Linked DNA regions of Mus musculus: all the other regions are linked to region 1. The links are chromatin contacts, called in public Hi-C, HiChIP or PLAC-seq and Micro-C maps. All regions are on one chromosome and are shown on one strand. The core of a region is the stretch at or near the end of the contact, and the rest is flanking DNA. Distances in the headings are between cores, read along the strand shown.

Region 1 (3,405 bases), core at 205-2,704:
TAGCTGCAAAAAAGGGGGTGTCTGTGGATAAGAGAAGGGGAGCCTGAGTCTGCGTGGGGAAGGAGGAGGGGACTCCCAGATCTAGCCGGTCAGCCTGGCTCCAGCCAAGCCGGCTGTTTCCTGCCCTGGCTGACCCCCCACCCCGGAGCGGGACCCAGGCAGGGCTGTGAGGAAGGGCAGGGGGTGGGGAGCACTACTTGCGCCAGGAAGATAAGTGCACGGGGACAAAAGGCCATCACGGGTCTCCCGCGCCCGCTGGTGTGTGTGTGCGCGCAGGCGGACAAGAGGTCATCACCGGTCTCCCGCGCCCGCTGGGGTGTGTGTGTGCGCCCTTAGGGTATTTGGCAGACTCCCAGGTGCCCCAGACTCCTACCTCAGAGTTTCCAGACCCTGTACTAATTACCTTAAATTAAAGTCTCCTTACCGCAGCCCTTAAAGGACCGACTTCGGGAACAGCACCTCTCTCATCCAACCATCCCGTGCCCCACACTCACAGTGCCCTGATGTAGATAGGAGGCCGTCTTTCCTGGACCCTCCCCTCAAACTGATGGATGAGAGGGGGTGCTAGCAAATGAGAGGAAGGGCCCTCCCAGCCATCCCGAGGGCCCCCAGGAGCCAGACAGGAAACAGCCTCAGGAAAGAGCCACAACGGTCCCTACCCCCGCCTTGGAGGTCAAGGCTGCAGGCGGCGGGGAAGTGTCCCCCTCCTTTAAAAAAATGAAATGAGGTGTTACGGAGATCCCTCACCCTCTCTGACACGCCTGCCTTTTATTTACATTTTCTATACTTTGGGTTTCAAACCACTTTCTCCAGCGTTAGGCTGCGCGCTCAGTGGATCTCCAGGACTTAACGAGCACGCACTGATTGTGTGAGCGCTCTCTCCGGAGATAGACAAGCTGGGATTATTGCTTGAGGAACGGAGGTCTGTTGGGAAGCTCTCCATACCCAAATGCAAAGTTTTAACCTTCTCCTCCCAAATGCAATCCCCTGCTCCAACTAGGTGGCAGGGGGCGCATCCAGATGTGGAATCTCAGGTCCCGCTGCAAGGTCAAAGCAGGCTTTGTGTGGGGGCATTCACATTTACGCACACATCTGTGAGGCCTGGTAGGTTCAGGTCAGTCCTGAGGATTCCTGGGCTACTGCCCCAACATGCACAATCAGGGGTAGTAGGCATGGGACACCCAGCACCCCTGGACAGTCCCTAAGTTCCACACATGCCGCCCCTCCCCCTCTTGCAAACTTTCTCCTAACTTCCCGACAGGCTCAGTTCGGGCGGCCCCCCCTCTCATGAATTATTCAGCAGCATAGGAGCCAATCAGCTCCCCGTGCACCCCCCCCTCCCAGAGAAACCCGGGCTCCAGGGTGTTGGGAGATGGGGCGGGGGGAAACTCTGACATGGGACTGTCTCCGCCTCCTATGCGCCCCTCCCTCCTAGGCCAGGCGCCGCCCGACTCAGTCTCGACTCGGCCCAGCCCTGGCCCAGCCTGTTTCCCTCCCTCCTGCTCGGTTCCCACTTTGGTTTCCACCTTCCTTGACCGCGACCGGCGCACTAACCCCGGCGGCGCGACATCCACCAACCACTCCAGGGAGCGAGAGAGACCGCGAGCAATCGGCCCACCCCAGCCAGCCAGGGCGGGACCCCCGAAGCCCCGAAGGGACCCCTAACTCTCAGCCACGTCCCGATCTCCGCCCGCCCAGCGACGGCCACTGCCAGGACGTCCCCCCTCAAGGCTGGCCTCCCCGCGCGCGCGCGCTGCGGCGGGGACGTGGGGGCCGCACCTGAGCGCGGGTGCCTGGCGCGCCCGCATGGGCCATCGTTGAGAGGCCCTCGACGGAAAGTCCCAGCAGCAGAGTCGGTGTGCACCCGCCCAGGGGAGGGTCAGACCTGGGGGGGCCAGGGCCCCCCAAACTCGGATCGCATTCAGCCAAAGTGAGGCGGCGCCATGGAGCTCCGAGCGCTGCTGTGCTGGGCTTCCCTCGCCACTGCTTTAGAAGGTGAGTTTTCTTGGGGTGCCCCCTGTTCTTGGGGTCCCCCAAAGTTGTGCCTCAGAGTGCAAAAGCTGGTCTCTCCCTATCCCAACTCCGGTACCCCTTAAACACTTCGGACCAATAGCACTAGAACGGGAGGGGGCGGGGAGGAGGCGGCCTGGCGGGGAGTGGGGTTTTTCTTTTGTTTGGGAAAGAGATGGAGTCGAGAGCTCAGACCCGGGACCTTCCCTTACCCAGCCTTCTAAATTCTCAGTCCTGATGCCAAAGGCCCATGACAGCCTTCCTTTTCCTGTCCACCCTAATGTTCAAAACTATCCCCCAAAGTTTTTATCCTCTCTCCACCTCTGGCTAAACTCCAGGGGAAAGTTCCTGAAGGGGCACTTGCAGGCGAGGCAGACCCCAGCTAGGCCGTAAAGCGACCCCCACCTCTGGTTCCCTAGCGTTCATTCACACCTGGACTCCACACCCCAGTCAGGATGGCCCCATCTGCAGCCCCACTCTCCAACTCCCAAATGGCTGGCCAGGCTACTGACCTCGTGCAGACTCTTTTCTTGTTTTTCTCAAGGCTGTACCCCAACCTTTTACATGCCATTTAGACCTCAACTTTTCCCAAGGCTGAGGCTTTCTTCCAGCCATGCAAGCCCGCAGAAACTGCCTAACACCGGCCTGTGTCGCCCTAATTCACCCCAGCTGGCCGCCTCCTAGCCCGCCTCAGATTTCTGGTTTTTTTTTTTTTTTTCCTTCTGTATTCCTCTCCAAATGCCTCTTCAGATCTGTGAGCCCCTAACTCCACAGTCCCTCTTGGGGCTGCACAGGACTCATAACCCCCTTTCCTGCCTCCCTAATCTCTTTTCAATGAATTTGGCTCCCCCACAACCTCCCTTGCTGCTTAGAATCAAAGGAGAATCTGGGGAGTGGGACACAAGAGTGGGGGAGATCTCTCCCTGAAGCGATGGAATCAAAGGAGCTCCCTCTAGGCTGGGCAGTGCTGTTCTGGGCTGATCAAAGTGTGGGAATGGGGTGAGGACAGACTTTGGGCTCCTGGAGAGGAGGAAGTCAAATGGGCAGAGCACCCATGAAGTGTGTCTGGAGGGAAAGACGGGCCAATAGGAAATGCCCCTTCTCGCCTGCGCTACCTGAATGATTCTCAAGCCCCTGCCTTCACCTGTGCCAACTGCGATTATTTTACTGTTATTTTGCCCAGCAAAAAAGGAGAGTTCTTGTTTCCTTAACAGGTGACAAACTAAAGCTTTAGAAATGTTAATTAGTTTATCCAAGGCCTCAGGCCCTAAAGGAGGTGTAAACTGGGAGATGTGGTGGTGGGGGGGGGAGGGGACGACGACCTAGAAATGGAGCCCTGGAGGGAAGGAGGTGAGAGGTGGGTCTGGGAACTGGGGGACTGAAGTGAGCTGGAGG
Region 2 (3,481 bases), core at 538-3,037, 430 kb after region 1:
TTGGGAGGCAGAGGCAGGCAGATTTGTAAATTCAAGGCCAGCCTGGTCTACAAAATGAGTTCCAGGACAGCCAGGGCTACACAGAAAAACCCTGTCTGGACCCCCTCCCCCCCCAAAAAAAAGTGGAAAGTGAAATTCATTACGCACATCCACACACACACACACACACACACACACACACACACACACATACACACACACACACCATTCATTGCCCAGGTCTTGTATTTGACCTAACATCCTTGAAACTACCAGGTAAGTCTTTTTGAAAAGTACAAACAGCTTCCCCAGCCCAAAGGCTGACTCCTCCGAGGTCTGTAGCAGACGTGGCCTCTCTGCTCCGACCTGATGTTCCCAGCTGGGTGTTTGAGAGATAACCTTGATTTATGATTGTCTGTGTTCCTTGTTCATGTAAGAACTTTATGACCCCATTACCATATTTGGGTGTGGTATTTGGGGAGATCTGAATTTGTTTCTGGACTATAGTCGCTCTCCTTTTGGTTTCACCAGAAATGATCTTATTACCTTTAAGGTTCCAGCTGTGTTTTGCATTATAAGGAGAAACCCTCTTAGTCACAGGAGTTACAGGCTTATCCAAATGCAGACTCCGAGTACTGGTCACCTGCCTTCACAACCATCAGCATTAGCTGCCGGCTTTCTTTTAATGCGTATGTGCTAAATGAATGCTGCACATCTGTGTGTGTAGGTGCAGTCTCCCCATTTATGTGTGTGTGTGTAGAGGCCAGAAATGAACATCAAGGTGTCTTCCTCTATCACTGCCCACCTTATTTGTTAAGGCAGGGACTCGATGTGAGCCTGGAGCTCCATGTTTTGGCTAGGTTGGCTGGCCATTGAGCCCCGGGGGTTATTGGGTTTTACACAGATGCAGACGCAGGGGATCCAAACTCAGATTCTTTCTTATTCGTTCCTTTCCTTTGTTTTTGCTTTTCAAGACAGGGTTTCTCTGTGTAGCCCTGACTGTCCTGGAACTCACTCCGTAGACCAGGCTGGCTTCGAACTCAGAAATCCGCCTGCCTCTGCCTCCCAAGTGCTGGGATTAAAGGCGTGTGCCACCACGGCCCAGCTGCTTCTAACTCCTAAGCCGTCATTGCTTTTTAAAAATGTCTCTGTGTGTTGTGTGTATGTGGTGGTGTGGTTTGGTGGACTGAGAGACTAGGATGTGGATTTTCCTTAGTCTAAGTGTGCATCAGAGGACAACAGAAAGGAGTCAGTTCTCTCCTTCCACCACGTGTGACCCTGGAATTGTCAGTCTTGATGGCAATCGCCTTTACCCTCTGAACCAACCCCCAGGATATGGATTTAAAATTAAGGCAATATTCCGTCAATTCCCTTAGTACTTCCTTATGCAAATATCAGAATCCAGGGATTTTGCAACGAATCTGCTTCCACGTACAGGGAAGATTTGATCGGCGTTCAAAAATGACCAAAACCTTCAGGAAGGGGGGTGGGGGCGCCACTCGGGACCTCTAGATGCGAGAGCAGCGAGGATATTGTTACAGTGAAAGAGGACTAACGCTTTAATCCCAGAACAAATGAGCATTAGAGTCTGACAGGCAAAGACGCCACACCCCCGTTCCCTAAGGAAAAGTAGTCTAGATAGGAATCCGTAGAGTACCTAGGGCACCGTCGCTCTAACGCCCCGCCTTAAAGGCGAAGTTAGCGTGTGAGGGCGGAAGTGCGTCCGGAAGCTGGAGGGCGGAGCGGTGGGAATGACGTCCAGGAGCGCCAATGGAGTGGCGCGGCGGGCGTGTCTTACTCCGGTGGGTAAGGGCTAACGGTTTCCGGTAGTGGTAGCCCCGGAGGGTGGGAGAAAAGAGGAGACCCCGCGTCCTGAAACCCCGAGCCTTTAGAACAAGATGATGGGCTTCGGGGCGTCTGCGTTAGAGTCCATTGAAGGCGAAGAGGCCCTGGAGGTCCCGGGGCCACCCCCGGAGCCGCGAGCCCCGGAACCCCGAGCCCCAGAGCCCGAGCCGGGCTTGGACTTGAGCCTTAGCCCGAGCCCGCTGCCCGAAAGTCCGAAGGCGCGGAAGAGCAGCCCGGGTCAGCGGAAGGGGCGGCGGGGCGGTAGCCGGAGGGGGCGGCAGGTGAGCGGCGTGAAGGCCCGGCCCCCCGCCCGCCGAGCGCCCCGGGATCTGCAGCTCACGGTTCCGCCCTCCACTCCCAGGTTCGTTTTCAACTGGCGCCGCCCTCCCCGGTGCGGTCCGAGCCGCTGCTGGTGGCCGGTGCACCGGGCGACGATCATGAGCTGGAGGCACCGGCCCTGCAGAGCAGCCTGGCTTTGAGTCTGGAGCTGCAGAACGCGCGCGCCGCTGTCGCCAGCGGCCAGTTTGATGCCTCCAAGGCGGTAGAGGAGCAGCTGAGAAAGTCGTTCCGGACCCGCTGTGCCCTGGAGGAGACCGTGGCGGAGGGTGAGGGGGGCAGGCGGCCGGCCGGGCGCGGTGGTCTGGGTGAAGGGCGATCCTCAGTCCCGCCTTCCCTGCGCTCGCAGGGTTGAACGTGCCGCGCTCTAAGCGACTCTACCGAGACCTGGTGAGTCTGCAGGTGCCCGAGGAGCAGGTACTGAACGCGGCGCTGAGGGAGAAGCTGGCGATGCTGCCACCGCAGCCCCGAGCCCCGCCCCTGAAGGTGAAGGAAGGGATGCAGGGACCTGGACATCCCTCTACCCCCTGGGCTCTCTTCCTCCACCTCGAGTGTAACCTGCTTCACCTTCCCATAGGAGGTGCTCGGGCCGGGCCCAGACATGACCATGCTGTGCAACCCAGATTCTCTGTGGTCCGAATCTCCGCACTTGACAGTGGATGGGCTGCCCCCACTAAGGCTTCAAGCCCGGCCCCGCCCTTCAGAAGATACCTTTCTCATGCATCGGATGCTGAGGCGCTGGGAAGCGTAGCCCTCATAACTCTGGAATGCTAGTCTGTAATTTTGTTAGTTTTTTTTTTTTTTATAATAGAATAAAATGTTTCCCCCCCTAAATTACCGAACTGTTCTTGGGAGTTTAGATAGGATTAAACTGCTTCAGGGTCTTCTACCCTTTTCCTGCCCCGACCCCCATGGCAAGTGGAAAGCACTGTCCCAAGTGTGGGGTCAGACCTTCCTCTCCATTTAAATCCCCAGCTTTAGTTATTAGAACTTGAGCCTTAGCCTGACACCGAGGCTCCAAGAATGTCCCAGCACTTGGGAGGCTGAGGCAGAAGGATTCTATGTCCAAGGACAGTCTGAGTTACACAAATTATTTTGATACGGTTTCAGGCAGGGTAGGTTCAGATGAGTGGTAGTACCTGGGGAAAGCATGTACAAAGCCCTAGGTTCAATCCCCAGAGTTGAGTGTGCAAGTGTGTAGTCAAACAGTAGTCAAAGTGTTTTAAATTCCACTTTGGCTGGGTGTGATGAACACTTGAGGTAGAGACAGAATCAGGAATTCCAGGCCAACCTAAGTTACCAAGTAACTGTGTCAAAACAA
Region 3 (3,298 bases), core at 232-2,731, 280 kb after region 1:
AGGATTAACCTTGGAAGAGCCGAGGCGATTAAGGGTGTTGGGATGCCTGTTTTCTAATGACTAGAAGCCACACAGGGAGGTTCATTAAACGCTAACATTCTTCTAAAAGCAAATCTCAAAGGAAAAAAAAATATTCTTTTACTATTATCTCTCACATCTGGGACTCCTTCCTGTATCTCAAGAAGTTTTCTGGGGTTTTTTTGTTTGTTTGTTTGTTTGTTTGTTTGTTTTTGTTTTTAAAAAAGGTTAGTTTGGAGTTATGTAGTCCAGGCTTGCCTGGAATTGACCTCGAAGTCCCGATCCTTCTGCCTCCTCTTTTTAAGAACTGTCACGACAGGCTCATGCCACCACACCCAGCTTCAAATAAGAGGTTTCCAATAGACAAAGTCTGTTATGAAAGTATGTGTGGGGGAGTTCTACTGGAGGTCTGAGATTTGTCCAGCTTCCCTTTCCTCATTTATAAAAAACCCGAGGTCTTAGCCGGGCGGTGATGATGCACGCCTTTAGTCCCAGCATTCGGGAGACACAGGCAGGAGGAGCTCTTGAGTTCAAGGCCAGCCTGGTCTACAGAGCAAGTTTCAGAACAGCCAGGGCTACACGGAGAAATAAATCCTGTCTCGGAAAAGCAACAAACAAAAAACCCCCAAAGATCTTGTTCTAGAGGCCATGAGATCCTTCGTAGTCTCTAAAGTTTGGTCTGGCCATCACAAGTCTTCTCCAGGGGGACTTTGGCAGGTCTGACGACTTTCCCTCTCTGAACTGGAAACCCCCTCACCGGTCATCCCCAGCATTCCCATTAGGGACTCAAGACTGCGCAGGAGGAAATGGTCCCTTCTGTTGAGACAACAGCCTGAGTGCTGAGTGGGGCATCCCTCGCCCTTCCTCACTTCTCGGATGCTGGTTTGCTCCCCAGTAAGCACAGCTAGTACCCAACCCTAACCCTGCACTGTCAGGCCGCCCAGCGCGCGCCTTTTACGATCTTTACCTGCGTCTCAAAAATTCTAGCTCACCCACCTCCTTCTGTCTAGCGAATGGAGCACCTCCTAGCCCATGCTATTGGTAGGCAGAACCGTCCCTCAGAGAAGAGGCCGGGACAGGTTCCTTTTGTAGGTTCTAATTGGTCTTCTTCACAGTCACTCGCCTGAATCTAGATTGCAATTGGTCTTGGTTGAAAAAGCAGGTTTGTGGTCTCTGGGTCTCTAATACCCTAAAGTTGAGACCTGTAGTCCCCGCCTCCTGGGCGGGTCTCATTGGCTCCATCTCCAGCCTCGAGAGTTGTGATTGGATGTCGCTGCGCGGGGCGGGCCGACCAGGAACCGCGGCCGTTGGCGGGGTGCTCCTCTTCACCCCTCCCTTCCCTCAGTGTAATCTAGAATTGAGAGGCTCCACCCCCTGCCGTTTTCTGATTGGGCACTTCTAACGCGTCTCTGGTTCATGATTGGTCCGCGGAGTTCCTGACCCTCGCTTCCTCCCTTCAGTGGGGACTACGGCGGCTCCGAGGAGGGGGAAGGGCGAGAAGGGCCGGCCGGTGCCGTCAGTCAGGCAGGGGGAGCCGCCGAGAGCGGATGGCGGCAGCAGTAGCGGGCCCACTCGCCGCCGGGGGTGAGGAAGCTGCAGCTTCAGTGTCCTTGCCAGGGTCTCCTGGTCTACCTGGGAGCCGTAGCGCAGAACGAGCCCTAGAGGAGGCTGTGGCCACCGGGACCCTGAACTTGTCCAACCGGCGTTTGAAGCACTTCCCCCGGGGCGCGGCCCGCAGTTACGACTTGTCAGACATCACCCAGGCTGGTGAGTTGCGCTGGTGCCCAGAGAGCAGGGGACCCATACTGGACTGCGACCCTCATTTGCATAGCCCCGCCTCGCGTTCGATTGGGCCCACCCCTTCACCTGGCAGTCTTGAACGCTCGCCCCTTGGGATTGGCATTGAGCCCGCGACCTCCCCTCCCCTGTGTAAGAACCACTGGACAATGAGTTCGCTTCAAGAGTGCACAGAACACTTTTGGCCGAGCTCTAGGAGACTCTTCCCCTTTATTTGCATATTGCGCACCTGTAGCATGGTCCCGCCCCTCACCTGGTTGGCTTCTTCAACCCTAGATCTGATCAACCCTTAAAGCAAACTTCCATGTAGAATCTATCATTAATCGCTACATTTTCACCCTTTTAGTCGTTTCCAACGTCTTTCTCACCCGTCCACCACAATCCCAACAAGCCCCGTTATCTCTTTCCTAAAGGGTCGCTCCTAACAACCCGACGTTTCTGCTTGCTTTTCCGTAGTCTCCCCAAGTCCCAGCCCCTCTCCGCCGTCCACCCCAGCCTATCTATGTGAAAGAAGTGAATCTCTCGCCCTTAACTTTCCACCCATTATCCCCCTATCCCCTTTCTCTTCTTCCTGGTTTTATGAGGTCACTGTGGAGTTTGTGATCTCATAGGAACCCTACAATTCTGCTTTCCCCTTAGGGGAGAAACTTGAGGCAGCTTGCTGAAAGGAAGGACATTGTATCTCTTAGCTAGGAGTGCTGACCTCCTGGAGACTCTCCAGTCCCTGCCCTCAGGACCCCTCTAATCATGTCCACCCCACCCTGGTGTGTGTGTGTTTGGGATCCCACTAATCATGGACACTCTACCCTTGGGTCTGCTATGGCCAGGCACTGGGGACTGTACTATGACAGGTGAGTCAGGCTGCTTAGGAGGCAGCCTATGAACTTGGGCTGGCAGCTGAGGGCGGGGAATCACAACAGAGGGCTACATTCCGGGAGCCCCACCCCAGTCTGGGCTGGAGTGTTAGGGCCCCTTCTGCTCCTCTCATCTGGTCCAGGGCTGGATCAAGCTGGATCAAAGAACACATTGCTCCAGTAGGTTCCTGCCCACCTGCAATTGTACCAGGCTGGCTGGGGCACAATCTCCTCTTACAGCTCTGGAGAGAAAAAGTTTAAATCTCTCTGTTTTTAAATGCTTTTTCCCTACACAGTTGAATGAGTCCTGGGAATGGGTGAGCCCCAGGAGCCATGCTTACCCCTCCTAGGTCCCCCCAGCCCCCCAGCTCCAGATTGACCTCAGCAGCTGTGTGACACTGGCCGTCTGTTCCCTTTCCCCTCCCCCTCTTGCTTGTTTTGTGACCAAGACCAAATGTTTTTCTTTACTTCCTCAGGGCTCTGTCTCAGTGAGTGGACTCTTGGGAAAACTACCAAGCCCTCCCAGCCCCTCCTAGCTCCTGCCCCAACCCAATCTCCTCCTTCAACATTCCGGCCCAGGGTGCAGCTAGGGCTCCCCCGGGTGCAGGCTCACTGTGTGCTGAAGTGGG
Region 4 (3,284 bases), core at 611-3,110, 300 kb before region 1:
CCTAACCCTGTTTTCCATGGAGAAGATGCCTAGCCTCATGATAAGCTGAGGCCAACAGACAACAGTTCTCTGTGTGTTCTTCTAGACGCCATGTCTCACAGACGCCCTACCCGATCCTGCCATAAACCTTCAGATGCCTCTGACTCAATATGGCCTCTCGTCAGTCCCATACCTGTCGATACTCTTCCCTGAGTAGTGTATATAAATAGAACTGTGCTTGGCAGAAATATTCAGATTTTACCCTCCATTTTTCTCCACCATCCACACATTTAGTTCCACATACTGCCTCTCTTCCCAGCTTTTTTTTTTTTTAGACAAGGTTTCTCTGTGTAGCCCTGGCTGTCCTGGAACTCACTTTGTAGACCAGGCTGGCCTCGAACTCAGAGATCTGCCTGCCTCTGCCTCCCTAGTCCTGGGATTAAAGGTGTGTGCCACCACGCTCGGCTTCCAGTTTCTTTAAAGCGTTCTTTTATATTCTTTTACACGTATGTGTGGGGCACCCACGTGCCATCACTTACATGCAGAGGTCAGAGGAGGAGTCAGTCCCCTCCTTCCACCACATGGCTCCTGGGAATGACCTCAGGTTATCAGCCACCCGGACAAGCTGAGCCGTCTCTCTGGCCCTCTTTTCTGTCTTTCTTTTGTGAGACAATGTTTCATGTAGCACAGGCTGATCTCAATTCCCTAAGTAGCGAAGGCTGCCCTTGGTTTTCTGATCTCCCTTTTTCTTACCTCTGAGTACCAGGTTACAGGTGTGCACTCTAAGGCCTGACCTTTCTTCTGAGACATCAGGTGACTGATCACTGGGTCCCTCAGACAGGGGCATAGTCACCCTGGAGGGCTCTCCTAGGGAATGTCTGTGGAATAACTAGCAAGCAGAGTCCTCACTGCTTCCCGCATGGCCCTAGTTTTATTACCAGTTGCAGAGGTTCCTCATTCCATATCCTGAACTCAATTCCCAGCAAACAGCTCTGAGAACATGGCCCGGGTTGGGATATCTGTGTGTGTCCCACACTTCCAGTTTAGCAGGTTAAGTTAAAAGAAAACAACACCCCAGAAGCTAGAAGTAAGTACTGTTGGTGGGGGGGATAGGGAAGGTGAAGAACTGAGGGAGTCCTGTGTAGTTAAGAAAAGGAGGTGACAGCTACAGCAGGAAGGCCTGGGTTCCGGAAAAGAAAATGCCCCGGAGAGGGTGGAGAGCTGGGATTGCCAAAGTAGGGAGTCTTCCAGAGCCTAGGTCCCCGACGGCAAACCCTAGAGCCCACCTGAGCCAGAACTCCGGGTGAGCTGTCAAGGAAGCGAGACAGGAGGTTCACTCCAGAGACCCGGAAACTGTTCCCTCCCACACCGAGCTCTCCATGGGCCATGCTCCAGTGTGGGCCTCAAGGGAAGGGGTTTCGGCGACCTGCAACCATCCCGAGTGACCCCGGCGCCCCAACCTCGTGCCTTCCCTGCGGCAGTGCCTGGGAGGGTCTTAAAGATTCCCAGAGTCCCGAGCGCTTCTCCAGGCTCGGGACAGTCCCGCCACCATTCAGCTCTAGTCCCCTCTCTCCTAACCAGCAAGACTCCTCCCAACCCCTGTCCCTAGTGCCATTTCCAGCTTCCGAGGTCAGCTCTCTCCAGCAGCTCCAGGAAGTGGATCCTTTGCGGACCACAGGGAAGACAGGGCGACTCCCACAAAGGGCAGCCCCCCTCCGGACCCCTGCAGGTACAGCCCACGCCCCTCGGGTCCCCGTCCCCTCCCTCTCCTCACAGCCTACCATCCTGCAGCCTCCAGCCCGGTGCGTCCCTCTCCGGCCACCGTAGAAGCCAGCTCCACTCCCAGTCGGATTCTTTTCTTTTCCCTCCCTCTCCGCTTGAAGCCCCGCCCCAAGGCCTCGCCGGCTCCAAGCACGGACGCATTGCGCAGGCGCCAACGCTGCAGCGACCCACCCCCATCTCATCCGGCGCGCAGGCGGGGCTGGAGGCGGAGAAGCGGAAACCATGGCAACCAGGTCCTTGACTTCAGTTTTGCAAAAGCCTGGTCGTCATGGTAACAGGGCTGTCTTGGTGGGTTGATTGGAGGATGGGAAGGGAGGGGGTAGAGGACAATGAGGACTTCGAGCTTTGGAGCATTTGTGGGGGAAAAAGGCGGGAAAAGGGTGAGAGGTGTATGCACGATCTTTGGAGCTGATGAAGAAGTTGGGAGGAATGATGTGGAAAACATCAGTCAGAGGGTGGTGATGGGCAGGATGAGGGAAATAGAGACCGGTAGGCTAGGAGAATAAAGAGTTCAAGGACAGCTCAGGGTTCCAGAGCAAGCAAGATCCTGTCCCCAAAGCAAACAAGGCAGGTGTGGTGGTGTATCCTGTGATCTCTACACTTGGAAGGCAGAGACAGGAGTTCAGCTGCAGCTACATGGCACGGTCTTGACCACCCAAGGCCACAGAGAGCCTGTCTCCAACAACAACAACAACAACAAAAGTGACACAAAACAGTGCAGATATGATGGTTCGGATTGTAAAGATGTTTCCCCAAACCCACAAGGTGGAAAGAAAGAACTGACTCCTGCAAATTGTCCTCTGACCTCTGTATAAGCAAGCACCCTAGCTTGTATACACCACACACACACACACACACACACACACATATATACACACACACACAGACAGACAGACATGGTCACAGGCAACACAAAATACACTTGTAAAATGTAATCTTAAAAAAAAACTAAACCAGGGATAAAAATCAGGGATAAAAAAATTGTTGAAAATGGGAATACTGTAACAGGAATATAAAGAATGGGAGGAAATTGTAAATTAAGGAGAAAGGGGAAGAAATGAAGAGAATCTTATAGTATTAAAGGGGTGTGGTGTAATCCCCATAGCCAGAAGGCTACAGCCAGCCTAGACTACACAGTGTGGCTCTGTCAAGCAAGCAAGAGTGGGATTCCAGAACTGGGTGTGGTGAGGCAAGTCACAATCCCAGCCCTGCAGAGGCTGAGGCAGGAAGAGCAAGAGGTCATGACCAGTTTTGGGGCTATGGAGGAATATGTGTGTGTGTGTGTGTGTGTGTGTGTGTGTGTGTGTGTGTGTGTGTGTGTGTACCAAACTGGATGTGCTGGTATACACCTATTATGTGATTATTTGGAAGGTACAAGCAGATGTACTAAGATCAAGAGTTCAAAATGACTCTTGACTACATAGCTAGTTCATTTTATGGACTGAGACACAATGTCAAAAAAAAAAATCGTTGAGCAACAAAACAATTTAGCCAGGCATTATTGTGCACATGCCTGTAATCTG
Region 5 (3,739 bases), core at 845-3,344, 330 kb after region 1:
TTCCACACGGTCTCCTAGGACACCGGGATCTTCATTTCTGGTCTCCCCACAATCCTAGCTCGTACTAAATGACAAACGCTGGGAACAGAATCCTCCATATGGCACTGGGTAAATTACTAAACCTCTTTCTACTTTTGATCTCCCATCTGTCGCAAAAGAACAATACTCCTTGGTTTTTTTTTTTTTTTTCAGGCTGGTATGCATATAAGAACAGGAGAGCTTTCCTTATTAAATAAATAAATAAATAAAATAGCAGTGTACTAAAATACTAGAAAACCAGACAAAAACGAGTCCCTAAGAAAACCAAAGATCTCGAACCCAATGTTAGTCAAATAATTCCTAAGGAGAAGGAGCTTACTAAATAACTAGAAATCTGGGGTGGTCTGGGCTGAGGGTAGCATTGTGGATTTTACAACCAAGCCTCTGCTCCCCAAATTTACAGTTTACCAGATGAGACTCGGCAGTACACTTAGGAAAGACCCCAAAGCATGCCTGTAACCCCAGCCATTACAGAGGTAGAGGCAGGAGGACTCTGAGTTCCAAAGCCACCCCTAGCTACATCATGAATTAAAAGTCACCGTGGACTGTATGAGACCCCGTCTCAAGACAAATTAAAAAAAAAAAAAATGGACTGGTGAGCTAGCTAGCTCAGCAAGTATGGGAGCTTACAGCCATGCCTGTTGACCTGAGTTTGATCCCCAGGCCCCACACGTAGTGGAAGGAAATTGCTGATTCCTACAAGTTATTCTCTGATAACCACACAAGCCATGGAACCTACATGTCCCTACAGTGCAAAGTAAAGAAATCAAATGCAACTTTAACGGGGGCAGAGGACGAAATGGGGAAAAGAAAAGAATATGCCATTCTGATCCTCATCTCTTCGGGAAAGCTAAGCTGTCCGCCAGGATAACCCTTTGGCTCTCTGCCCTTAGTATATTTCGTAAGTCATCTACCCTCTAGCTAGCATTCCAGAGCCTGAAAGATTAGGATCTGCACCTGATCCCTGGCTTCATACCTGCCACTCTAGGCTGTCAGCCTGGGCTAATGCGTGGAGCATTTTCCATTCCCTTCTAGGGTACTTTTGTCTTAGGCTCGACTTCCCTATTTCTTTCCCTTCTCCTTCCACCCCGTTCCCCTCCGCTCCCCTCCTGGTGGAGCGGCAAGGGTCTCATGGTTGGCCTTGAACTCCTGATCACCTCCCCCTCAGTGTTGGGATTACAGGCGTGTACCACACTACTCGGGTTTTATGCAGTGCTGTGGATGGAAACTCAGGGCGCCGAGCGTGCTAGGCAAGCACTCTACCAACTGAGATACAATGCAACCCCAGCTAAAGTTCCCTTTAAAGGTCTATGTCAATTTCTGGCCCTTTAAGTCCCTCCCCCACCCCACCCCAGTCCCTCCACACTTTCTCTCTCCCCACCTGCAATTCGCCTTCGCCTCCCCCAGGGAGTTTCTCCAATCCTCTCCTCGTGTCCTTCTACAGCCCCCACCCTCCCTCTGCAGCGCGACTCCACTCCCGTCTTCTGTCCCCCTGCGCTTTTTCCCTTTCCCCCACGACACACCTCTGCAGCAGGCGACCTTCCACCGCCACATCCAATGCCGGGGCTACCCCTCTGACCTCCTGGATCGCCCCGAGCTCCTGCAGACTCACTTCACCCGAACCAAACCCAGTTCCCCCCCCCCCCCCCGGATCCACTCACAGGAGGCCGGAGCAGGTGGTGCAGACGAAGCTGCCCACGGTGATGTCCACATACGTGACCCCGCGCTGGGCGCACTCGAAACAGTGGCGGTTCCCGGCCTGGCTGCAGCCGCCCAGCTCCCGCACTCGGCGGCACCACACCTCCGAAGCGGCTTCAGCCTCCGCTTTGCTCCCTCCGACCCCGCCACCCGGGCCCGGGCCCTTCTTAGCCGCCATCACCATCTCTCCTCCAGGTTCCTCTGCAAGTCAGCGGTCGCTCCCCTTTAACCGCTCGCTGCCTTTCCCGCCTCCGCCGCCTTCGCACGCCCGGCAACCCTGACACCAGCTCCTGCAGCCCCGACCACGACCGCGAGAGACTCTGCCGCCCCCTTCCTCGTCCTGTTCGGCACGCTGATTGGCTAGTCTCCCCCCACCTCCTTGCTTTAATTGGTTCGATTCGAGACGGCCTCCGGTTGCTGGAGCCTTCAGAACCACGCCCCACTGCCACCCGGCCTTCTGTCTTTTCCATTGGTTCACAAAGACCCCCACCTTGCAAGTACAATGCGTGCCCTCCTCCTTGTCCCCGCCCCCTCTCGCCACGGACTCCTATGCTGACTCTGATTGGTTGTTAAGGTTGCAAAATTAGCGTGCGAGAGAAAGGAGGTGTTCGGCGCGTGCGTAGTGCTCATCCTCCGGATTGATACTAATTCCCGCCAAATTTCAAAGGCTCGTTCCAGGCTGAGCCAGGAGACAAGAAAATCGGAAAGAAATTGCCCTAGGATGAGCTGGAGGAGAAAGGGAAAGACAGAGAAGGGGAGTGCTTTGTAAAAGATACTTTATTTATCCAAGTCATAGAAAGAGCCCCCACTTTAGAGTCAAGTTAAAAACCTGAGGTAGGATGCAGAAGGGATGAACGGCGTTTGCCACTAACCTTCATTCCCACTCCTGTAAGAAAACCGACTCCTATAAGCTAGCTGCCTTCTGATTTCCATGAGTACACACACACACACACACACACACACACACACAAATAAATAAATGCATGTAAAAAATATTCAAGAAAACATGTTGAAGTGGATCACAGAACTGGTTTGTGGCTCAGTCAGAATTTGAATCTGAGTCTTTTGATTTTAAAAGCTCTGCTCCGTGGCCAGGGATGTATCTCAGCTGGTAGAGTGCACTAAGCGCGAGGTTCAAGCCCCCAGCACTGCATACAACTCAGCGCGGTGGCACAGGCCAGTAATTCCAGCATTTGGGAAGTGGGGGTAGCAGTAGCGGTACTTCAGAGTCATCCTCGGTCACTGCCTGGAAAAGGAAAGGCTGAGAATAAGCAGGTTTAGGGATGCTGGCAACCATAAGTCAGGACTTTGGTTTCAGACATGCCAATGGGATGCGGGCAGATGAGAGATAGGTTTCTGAGTTATTGGTACCCAGGAGCCCATGGGCTAGATGAGGTTGCTTAATTGTTGTCATAGCTGCAAGTGTACTTCCCCCTGAGCTGTGGTGATGCCAAGTCCCCATGTACACATGCAAAGGAACCATTTTGCTTCATGTAAACCATGGCTGCATGCCTTGGATTCCAAGCAGGTGGATCGCTGTGAGTTTTAGGCCAGCCTGGTCTATGTAGTGAGTTCCAGGGGATTACACAGTGAAATCCTGTCCCCCACCCCACCCCCACCAAAAAAAAAGCCTCTTGTACATTTTCAGAGTTCAGCGTTCAGCATTTCCCTGTGCTGGCCATTTCTTGCACAGCTTCTCTTTAGCCAGTGGTTATTTCTTCACCCCTTAAAATGTTACCCACCACAAGTGAATAAATGGGCAGGAATTGGGGTGACCACTAGACTCTGATAGCTTCCAGTCTGTCTTTTGCTACAGGGTGTGGTCTGCAAGAGCAACCAGAGGGTGCGCTTCCTCCTCCTGTCTCTACTCCACCCAGGCCATATCAGAGAGTGACAACCCTATTTCCCCTCATAATCAGCAAGAGCACAGGCAGCCCGGGGACTCCCTCTTCTGCTATTGCTCCTGTGGCCTGGTGGGGAGGGCTTGGTGGCTTTCCTGGTA

Evidence for each region. A called contact is a pair of places that touch in the nucleus more often than the background predicts. HiChIP or PLAC-seq counts read pairs in DNA pulled down with a chosen protein or histone mark.
Region 2: a contact with region 1 is called in a Hi-C map of liver, with 2.8 times the contacts expected there. The contact joins the promoter of Ppp1r35 here to the promoter of Ephb4 in region 1. A contact is called at or near these places in 2 of 39 promoter capture datasets (the 3T3-L1 cell line and liver), 1 of 15 datasets of contacts at CTCF or cohesin (large pre-B cells), 7 of 484 Hi-C or Micro-C datasets (B cells, adipose-derived mesenchymal stem cells, cerebellar granule neurons and 4 more), 11 of 115 datasets of contacts at active chromatin or transcription factors (T-cell acute lymphoblastic leukemia, acute myeloid leukemia, embryonic forebrain and 7 more) and 2 of 9 other capture datasets (embryonic stem cells and pancreatic islet).
Region 3: a FOXA1 HiChIP or PLAC-seq map of pancreatic cancer cells shows a contact between it and region 1. The contact joins the promoter of Lrch4 here to the promoter of Ephb4 in region 1. A contact is called at or near these places in 1 of 39 promoter capture datasets (neural stem cells), 2 of 484 Hi-C or Micro-C datasets (embryonic stem cells and pancreatic cancer cells), 3 of 115 datasets of contacts at active chromatin or transcription factors (embryonic stem cells and pancreatic cancer cells) and 2 of 9 other capture datasets (embryonic stem cells and liver).
Region 4: a contact with region 1 is called in an H3K4me3 HiChIP or PLAC-seq map of embryonic stem cells, with 13 read pairs. The contact joins the promoter of Ap1s1 here to the promoter of Ephb4 in region 1. A contact is called at or near these places in 6 of 39 promoter capture datasets (the SN4741 cell line, hematopoietic stem and progenitor cells, hippocampal neurons and 3 more), 3 of 484 Hi-C or Micro-C datasets (all in embryonic stem cells) and 4 of 115 datasets of contacts at active chromatin or transcription factors (embryonic stem cells and pancreatic cancer cells).
Region 5: a contact with region 1 is called in a Micro-C map of embryonic stem cells, with 3 times the contacts expected there. The contact joins the promoter of Agfg2 here to the promoter of Ephb4 in region 1. A contact is called at or near these places in 1 of 39 promoter capture datasets (liver), 2 of 484 Hi-C or Micro-C datasets (embryonic stem cells and liver), 2 of 115 datasets of contacts at active chromatin or transcription factors (embryonic stem cells and pancreatic cancer cells) and 1 of 9 other capture datasets (liver).

The regions. Positions count from the first base shown.
Region 1 is chr5:137,348,655-137,352,059 of GRCm38.p6, forward strand. It overlaps Ephb4 (Eph receptor B4), which reads left to right and starts at 1,455. Exons shown (of 17, transcript NM_010144.6): 1 at 1,455-1,995. The coding sequence starts at 1,944. Gm52791 (a long non-coding RNA gene) reads right to left here and starts at 1,398. Exons shown (of 3, transcript XR_003955817.1): 1 at 425-1,398.
Region 2 is chr5:137,777,117-137,780,597 of GRCm38.p6, forward strand. Ppp1r35 (protein phosphatase 1, regulatory subunit 35) reads left to right here and starts at 1,788. Exons shown (of 4, transcript NM_027242.5): 1 at 1,788-2,105; 2 at 2,186-2,429; 3 at 2,510-2,646; 4 at 2,738-2,991. The coding sequence starts at 1,878. The coding sequence ends at 2,911.
Region 3 is chr5:137,627,642-137,630,939 of GRCm38.p6, forward strand. It overlaps Lrch4 (leucine-rich repeats and calponin homology (CH) domain containing 4), which reads left to right and starts at 1,482. Exons shown (of 18, transcript NM_146164.2): 1 at 1,482-1,785. The coding sequence starts at 1,566. Gm20605 (predicted gene 20605) reads left to right here and starts at 1,482. Exons shown (of 22, transcript NR_033148.1): 1 at 1,482-1,785.
Region 4 is chr5:137,044,248-137,047,531 of GRCm38.p6, forward strand. Ap1s1 (adaptor protein complex AP-1, sigma 1) reads right to left here and starts at 1,861. Exons shown (of 5, transcript NM_007457.3): 1 at 1,761-1,861. The coding sequence starts at 1,763.
Region 5 is chr5:137,682,659-137,686,397 of GRCm38.p6, forward strand. It overlaps Agfg2 (ArfGAP with FG repeats 2), which reads right to left and starts at 2,095. Exons shown (of 12, transcript NM_178162.3): 1 at 1,701-2,095. The coding sequence starts at 1,921. Gm15498 (a long non-coding RNA gene) reads right to left here. Exons shown (of 2, transcript XR_003956003.1): 2 at 2,727-2,983.